Regions from separate parts of the Mus musculus genome. Here region 2 is linked to region 1. Evidence: chromatin contacts called from public Hi-C data. All regions are on one chromosome and are shown on one strand. Each heading gives the region's core, a stretch centred on a gene start, on an enhancer-like site or on the middle of the called end of the contact. The rest is flanking DNA. Distances are from core to core; before and after follow the strand shown.

Region 1 (4,058 bases), core at 532-3,031:
AAAGATGTTAGTAAAATGTTTAATCTCAGACTGTCGTGAAGCCTGAGTTGTGTGTAGCCATGTAAAGGCACCAGGACACCATGGCCTCAGACTCTCACTTTGGATGCATGTTTTTTTTTTTTTTTGTGTGTGTGAGATATCGTCTCTCTTCTAAGTTAGCAGATACACAACAAGGATTTTGACATCCTATCCAACAGCACGGTTTCTTCACTGATGTATCCAGTCATCTACTGCATGACAAAGCTTATGGTTCACATCAAGAGGCTCTGCACATATAGAACTGGATTCCTACTGTAGGAAAAAAAAATAACACCCGGTACACATTTGAGAAAGCATCTTCCACTTCTCTCCTACTGATATTCCATGTGGGCTTCAGATATGAAGTCCGTCGTCTACACTAAGGGACTTCAGACATGTATGTTTCTATGTGACAGTGACTATTTGGTGTGGACACGAAGACCACCGCCATCTATCTATTAACTTATTATGTGAAGACCAGTCACCTGCTGCCCAGTTGCTGGGGTCTCTAAGATTTCAGTCAGCGTGCTCCCTGGCTGGTTCCGGGTCACATCGATGATCAGCTTTTTGGTCCTTACAAAGGAGAACAAAAGAGACGGATGTTCAGACAGCAGTTAGGATACATAAAACTCTGTTTCTCTCATAGGAATACATTAAGCCGCTTCCGTGATTCCCTAAAGTGCTCTTGCGCAAAAACGCCTAAGAGCCTGCAGATGCCAGATAAGCAGCGTCTGGGCTTTAGATGCTTAAGACAGTGAGTTTAGTCTCTCAGGACTGCACACAACTATGTCATAAGATTCCTGCTGCTGGAAAGGACATAGGAAGGCCTGCCTAACTGACTTCTGAGCCTGTGGATACATCATAACTAAACTGCCTCGTTTGCTCCATCAGAAAAGGTATAGGCCAGTGGGAAGGCCAGTGGAAGCAGAAGTCACCTGAGAGCCTTGGAAACTACAGGCTTTTGGTGAGCCCAGCAAAGGGACATAGGAGACTGGCAGATAGAGCCGTGTGTGTGTGTGTGTGTGTGTGTGTGTGTGTGTGTGTGTGTCCACGTGTGCATGCACACATGTGCATGCATGGAACCGAGAACAGGAGAGCTGTTTTAGACAAGTTTAGGGCTGACAAACCACCCTGGAAGTGCTGACCCATTCATTCTTCCATAGGTGCTCTTTAGCAACTGGCTGTCCCTTTTAATTAGGGGTTGGCTTATGTAATTACATCGAAGGGGGGGGCTGGGGATGTATCTCTGTAGAACATGTGTGAGGGCCCTGAATTCAAACCTTCATACTATAGAAGCCACACAGCAACAAGACAAAAAAATGCAAAAGGGCAACCGTTCTCATTTGACCACCGTTAGCCATGGTGGGAAGTATTTTGTTTGAAAAAGGCTCTCATCTCCCAGAAGACAGAAACATCAGCAGTAGTTGGTGAGCTACACACAGGCCAGAGCTGCTGCTTGCTCTTATCACAGCCCTGGTCCTCTACTGAATTTCAGTGCTGTCAGAGAGAATAACTTTCTTCCTTATCCACAGCAGGAACTGTTCATGCAGCATGAAACTGGAAATGAAAATAAGTCATATTCCGAAGCCACAAGGGGGGCTTTCTCCTGAATCAGTCCTGGTTAACCCCAAATGTGAGATTTTAAAAATGGGAGAAGATCCAGTAAGCCATTTGCAAATGTGGCCTTTCCCATTTCCTATTTATGCCACGTCTTCACAAGAAGAGTGAGCGTGCCTGACAGACACAGCTTCCTCTTCTCCCTTCTCCAGGGTCTCTGCAGAGCCATTTCCTCTAGCCCCGTGACCCCTGCCTGCCAGGGATTTTCAGGCTGTCTGAGAATGCACAACTAAAGACTCCAGAGAGTCAAACATGGGTACACAGCTAATTATAGCCCCGTGGGAGATGGCAGGCAGTGTTCCTGAGGTGGCCAGGCCTCAGGAAGCTGCATGTCCCTTCCCACACACATACCCCAGCTTCCTCTAATCATCATCAGGAATGAATTAGACCGAGATTTAGCATCTAGCCCAGGCTGGCCTCAAATTTGAGATCCTAAATGTTTGGATTACAGGCACGCTCCCCCATGCCTGGCTTTCAGGCAGAAACACGGAGTTGAAAACAAAACCTTTGAATGATTTTAAAAAACTGTCGACCCTGAGTGATTCTTATTTGAAACAACGTTCTAGCAGCTACGTTCTGCTAATTAACAATTACGTGACATCATTTATATCAGCTTCCATCGCGACTGAAAACTATTTGCTCACGAGTTGCTGAAGGACAAATTGCACAAATAACTTTGTTTTTTGTTCTTGGAATTCTAGATGACGTCAGGCCTGTGGAATTCATTGTCAAAATTCTACCTTCACGGTCTATATCTAAGCCGGCACCTGCTTCAAGTGCAGGGATCTCAACTTCCCCTCCCTACTATGTGCTCAAGGGCACAGGGCATTGTGGACAGGCAGATCGGGCAGATCGAAGGCTACCTGGAGCTCCCCGCACCCCACCCCCTCACAGTTCCTGTTTATGATTTATGAGCTGCGTGGGTCAGTGCAAATTATGTAATCCTTATAGGGTTTTTTTGTTTTGTTTTGTTTTGTTTTAATTTTTAAAAGGGAAACAGTTTGACAGAAAGACTTCATGTAAACAGCCCTTTGTGTTGGGGTCTGACAGATGGTGAGGAGCACACCTGTAACCATGGCAACTATGTTGCACAAGATGGCAGCTGCTGGCCATCACATGGGAACTATGTTGCACAAGATGGCAGCTGCTGGCCATCACATCCCACTGAGCCCCTGAAACCTGGCTGGACCAGACAGACAGATGTGAGTGCAGGACACACATTCTAAGCTAAAGACTTAGCACAGATGCACAATACCTCCTTAACAATCTCTTCCATTCATTTCTATAAGAAATGAAAATGTTTTTAATACATTGAGTTAAATAGAACACAATTACTAAACAATTCTGCTCCCAACCAAAAAAAAAAAAAAAAAATCACTGGCATATGAGCGTGGTGACGGACCTGTCAGTGACCCTGATCTGACCACTGCATATGGCACCCATGTATCAAAATGTCACACTACATTCTATAAATAGGAACACTCATCATGTGTCATTATTTTAAATGTGTAAATAAACACTGGAAAAAATGGAAAGATGAGAAATGATTTCATATGATTCTTTCTAGAATGTGGCTTTTAGAACATTTATGTGTGTGCTCTATGTGTGGATCCTACTAAAAAAAAAATTTTTTTTTTTTGAAATTGCAATAGCCAAACATGCCATTCCTCAACTGGAAGCTAGTAGTCTAAAGACCTAGTTAGTCATAGGACCTCAGCACAAAGAGGCTGCTGGAAGACAGCCCACTGTCTGAAACACAGATGGAGCAACAGAGAGCTCCAAGGCCTAATGGGTAGACAAAGATCACCACACTTGGGGTTCTAGCATTGCAGAAGCCAGAGCAAGCTGCCGGCCTGCATCATCCACAGTTCCTTATCCTCCTGTGGGAGTTACCTGTGTCTCCTACCATCCCTACCTCCTGTTTGTGCTGTGGATGAAACATAAACAAACTAAGCACATTCTCTACCACTGAGTCACAGCCCAAGTCACCATCCCCTCTTCTAGCACCTTTCCAAGATAAAAGCCCCTGAGGTCTTTAAGGTCTTTAAACCTTTGCAGAGTAGCATCTAAAGAGAGTTCCCAGTTTGGGTCACTGTTGTCAATGACCTTCTGAATGTGCCCTCCTCACCCAGTGCAAACGTAACTTTCTAGCTGTGCCTAGCCGACATGTTGTATACCAGCCTGTAGAGTATTCAACCATCTGTAAGACAGGCTCATCGAAACACGGAGAGGCCTCCAACTCTGGGAAGGAATTACTGAAGAAGAATGAAATCCACCAGGGAGTTTACTCATCAGAACTCGGCTTGTGGACAAGAGCACAGAGCACGGCTGGGTAAAGGCTCCTAGGGCTGGCCTCTCCACGCATGGCTCCGGCTTTCTGCTTTACAGTGTGCCCAAGGTTGACAAGGAAGCGGTGCTTGTGG
Region 2 (4,058 bases), core at 758-3,257, 81 kb after region 1:
CACCTGTACATTTCTGATTAGTTTTTTTTTTTTAAATCGAGGAAAATTTTACCGTCTACTACCATGAAACTCTCATATATTTTTAAGAGTCAATTTTACCAATGAAAATTATACAGTTAACGTGAACCAGTTGGCCAAAAAAGAAAAAATAAAATCAAGAATCTGTACTGTTTCATCTTTTGTTACCAAGGAAATGAAGAGCAGTTTTTTAGGTACACAATTCACCTGTGGCTTCTGTCTGTAGCCCCTGATGCCTGTGAGCAAAGGAAGCTAAAAAGAATACTGCAACGAGCCTAAGTGTTTCCCTGGAGGCGACAAAAGTCCCCAAAGTTCTTCATGCTACCAGTGACACTGAGGTGTCTTTTATACAATGTAGCTTAAGAAGAAAAAAAGTTCTGCAAAACAGGAAGCAGTGATGACGAATGATGGACACCAATGGAGGCCAACCCAAAGTAGGCCAAAGTAGGCCGAAATGGGCCAGGGATTGTGCTTGAGAATTTTGCCTCACAAAGTCACAAAGAAGTTATGTTACTGACATCTAACAAGTAGCACAGATGAAACCAACAGCAGGGACTCCTGGAGATCTGTACTGGCTAGCCTTCCTCAGAGACCAAGGCCATTCTTTAAGAATGTACAAAGCCTTTCGGGGCCTCTTGTAGACTTAATAAAAATATAAGTGATGGCTCTGTAGGAATCCTTAAGGACTGGAATAGACAACACCCAGGATCCCCTTAGAAATGTGTGCCATTGAGCCAAAGGGAAGTTTTAGGAAGGAGCCCATAGGACTTCACAGTCCCCTCAAGTGAAGGCTCTTCAGTACAAAGTCATCGCTGCAGTGTGTGTGTGTGTGTGTGTTATAATATATATATATATATATATGCTTCAGCCTATATAATATATACATATACATACATACATATATGTATATATATATATATATAATACACACACACTACACACACACACATAAATATACATTTATATATATATATATATATATATATATATATATATATATGCTTCAGCCAGGCCAGCACTAACAACACTGGGCCTGCTGGCCCCTCTGTTATATATCCCATAGAAGTCTAAAACCATGATGCCACTTGGATTTGGACCAGAGGGGTTCAACTATGCACTAAAACAAGACTGTTCTTCTTTGCTGTTATTGTTGTTAATGTTGGTAGTGGTGATGGTAGTGGTGGTGGTGGTGGTGGTGTGTGTGTGTGTGTGTGTAATTGTATAAATTATACATATATATACACACACATACTCATACAGATATATGTAATATTTTCATATTGAAATAGTCTCATGTAGCCTGAGCTGGCCTCAAACTTGCTATATAGTCAAGGAGAATTCTGAATTCATCTTCCTGCCTCTGTGCCTTCATGTTGGAATCACAGGTGTGTGCCACTATGCCAGGGTGACCCCTGTCCTTAAGTTATTATTATATCATGAACTTGGCTCGTGCAGGCAATGTGGCTCTCGAATGGAGCGAGTCCCTTTCCTTAAGTGGTATTTGTAGATGGGGGCAATTTTGATCAACAGAGTGGACGGCTAGAGTACTGGATGGGAGAAGTACTGTCAGTCAGAGGGCAGGTGGCCCGGTATGTTTGACAATTGCTTTGCTAAGAGTCACGGTTACATGTAACTCTCCAAGGAGCGAGCAGCTGTGACTCATACTCCAGCATCAGGAGGGCTCAGAAGTTGGTTAGATAAGTGTGACTGGCGACCTGAGGAGGAGAAGAAAGAGGTGGGAGCTTCATCATGGACACTGCTACTGCACAAAGGGAGAGACACTGCTATGACGGTGGTCCCTGGAGAGGGAGCCTTTAGCTGAGGACTGGACACAGAGATCAGCTGGGCACAGAAGGTGCTGGCCAGGGGCAGAAGAAAACTTGACATCAGACAGATTTCTAAGCTTGGAGCAGCGTCTGCTGTGATTGACAGGAGCAGTGGAGGGAGGAGTCACTGCCTGAGAGAGCAAGGGGTGCTGTGATTGACAGGAGTGGAGGGAGGAGTCACTGCCTGAGAGAGCAAGGGGTTTTGTTCATAGAGATCAGGAGGAGGGAAGCGTCTTCAGGAAGACGCTTCTTTTCTGCCATTTTGTGCATGCTCAAGTGACCTGTCACCATTTCCTCAGAATCTAAGAACTCTTTCAGTTTCCTTTGCAATTGCGCGTGATGCAGCTCTAGCTCTCCATCTGGAGCCAGTTTAGAATCACTGGCTAAATTTTCATCAGGATCTGGGTAGACATCTCCCCCTGGTGGTCACAGCAATTTAGGGGCCACTCATCTCCTTTCCTTTTTCCTATCTGATCTCTCTCTCATTCCAGGGCTGAGTGCTTTGCAAGTGTGCTAAGGCCCTGCCCTCAGAATCCAGAAGCAAAGAGAAAGAACAAACCTCTCATTTGTCTTTTAATTCCAGCCTTAGCACTCTCTGTAGATCCACTGAAGTCGTCCGCCTGACTAGCAAATGCAGCTATCGGGGACCCCAAAACGAAAGGGCTTACAAGGCTCTTTTAGGCCAACAACCACTGGAGAGAGTTTGGGGCTCCACTTAAGGTTCATAACCTTAGAAGTTTCCTTGTCAATAGAATGGATACATTGTATATACAGCTACTTCTAACTTTCCTAAAGAAGCTGGAAGGAAGGTGTACTTTTTTCTTCTTTTTTAAAAATTTAATTTTTTTACTTATTCACTTTACATCTCACTCACTGCCCCCTCCTAGTCACCCCCTCCTACAATTCTTCTCTCCTCCACCCTCCCCCTCTCCTCTGAGCAGGTGGGCCCTCCTGGATATCTTCCCTTCCCAGCTTGGCACTTTAAGTCTCTGGGAGACTCGGTGCTTCTCCCATTGAGGCCACACAAGGCAGCTCAGCTAGTAGAACATATTCCACACACAGGGGACAGCTTTTGGGATAGCCCTCCATGCCAGTTGCTCTGGATCCACTTGAAGACCAAGCTACATATGTTCAGGGAGGCCTAGGTCCAGCCCATGTATGTTCTTTGGTTGGATGTTCAGACTCTGAGAGCCCAGTGGGTCCAGGTTAGTTGACTGTTAGTCTTCCTGTAGAGTTCCTATCCCTTGTGGGGCAGCGATCCTTCCCCTATTCAGGAAGGTGTATTTTCTTTTCCCTTTCCTTTCTTTCTTTTTTTAAAATTAGATATTTTATTTATTTACATTTCAAATGTTAACCCCTTTCCTGGTTTCCCCTCCGAAAATCCCCTATCCCCTCCTCTCTTCCCCTTGTTCACCAACCCACCCACTCCTGCTTCCTGGCCCTGGCATTCCCCTACACTGGGGCTTAGAGCCTTCACAGGACCAAGGGCTTCTCCTCCCATTGATGACTGACTAGGCCATCCTCTGCTACATATGCAGCTGGAGTCACGAGTCCCACCATGTGTACTCTTTGGTTGATGTATTTTCACAGCTCCTCTAGGTATCAACTTGGAATAAAGTCAGTTGTTAATACAAGATGACAATTTTGTCTCTAGGAGAGGAGGATAAAGAAGCCCCTGTGGCAGAGCAGACCGCTCTTGAGAAAATGCAAGCAGGACATGTGGACTTTTCCACTTGGGGGTGGGGGTGGGGGGATCTGCCAAGCACTTTTTTTTTCCACCCTGAAAGAGCATCCGGGAAGTGCTCCTTACCGGTCCACGTGTGCCTCATCCAGATTGTTGAAGCCTATGGTGGGGCTTCTGAGTTGGTTCTGCACAGCCACGAGGTCACTGCTCTCCAAGGCCTGGTTTAGCAGAGCAACGGCAGACAACATTTCCACGGCAATCAGGAGCTCCTCGTGGGCCAAGTAGTTCTGTTGGCAAACACAGGGTAGAGTGAGCTCCCGGCATCGCATGCACGGCACAGATGTGCTTTGGACACGGGATGCATATGACAATGAGCATGCCCACCTGCTCTTCATTGGCTTTCAGGAAAGCCACGTAAATGGCTCCTAGGTTCCCTTAGATTATTGTTTTGGGGGCTGTGTTATGTATAACCCACAGTTACAATGTCACAAATATGTATCCCACCGCGGCTCCCAGAGGTGCCGCCTGCC

Evidence for each region. Hi-C and Micro-C count contacts between places; a contact is called where the count stands out from the background.
Region 2: a contact with region 1 is called in a Hi-C map of the HPC-7 cell line, with 2.3 times the contacts expected there. The contact joins two enhancer-like sites. A contact is called at or near these places in 3 of 39 promoter capture datasets (the HPC-7 cell line, liver and neutrophils), 2 of 15 datasets of contacts at CTCF or cohesin (CD8 T cells and the G1E-ER4 cell line), 7 of 484 Hi-C or Micro-C datasets (the C10 cell line, CD8 T cells, the HPC-7 cell line and 4 more), 3 of 115 datasets of contacts at active chromatin or transcription factors (the HPC-7 cell line, acute myeloid leukemia and embryonic stem cells) and 3 of 9 other capture datasets (adipose tissue, embryonic stem cells and liver).

What each region holds. Positions count from the first base shown.
Region 1 is chr13:95,637,215-95,641,272 of GRCm38.p6, forward strand. Iqgap2 (IQ motif containing GTPase activating protein 2) reads right to left here. Exons shown (of 36, transcript NM_027711.1): 31 at 504-591. Among named protein-coding and RNA genes, the nearest start is that of Gm52063, 5.1 kb to the right of the region's middle. Within about 2 kb of position 1,782, at least 41 of the 459 cell types and tissues checked have an H3K27ac peak or open chromatin away from gene starts, as enhancers often do. A contact at or near this core is called in the G1E-ER4 cell line and the HPC-7 cell line, where this site is marked.
Region 2 is chr13:95,717,859-95,721,916 of GRCm38.p6, forward strand. Iqgap2 (IQ motif containing GTPase activating protein 2) reads right to left here. Exons shown (of 36, transcript NM_027711.1): 11 at 3,655-3,815. All of the region lies in intron 1 of Gm52062 (a long non-coding RNA gene), which reads left to right. Among named protein-coding and RNA genes, the nearest start is that of Gm52062, 14 kb to the left of the region's middle. Within about 2 kb of position 2,008, at least 80 of the 459 cell types and tissues checked have an H3K27ac peak or open chromatin away from gene starts, as enhancers often do. A contact at or near this core is called in the G1E-ER4 cell line and the HPC-7 cell line, where this site is marked.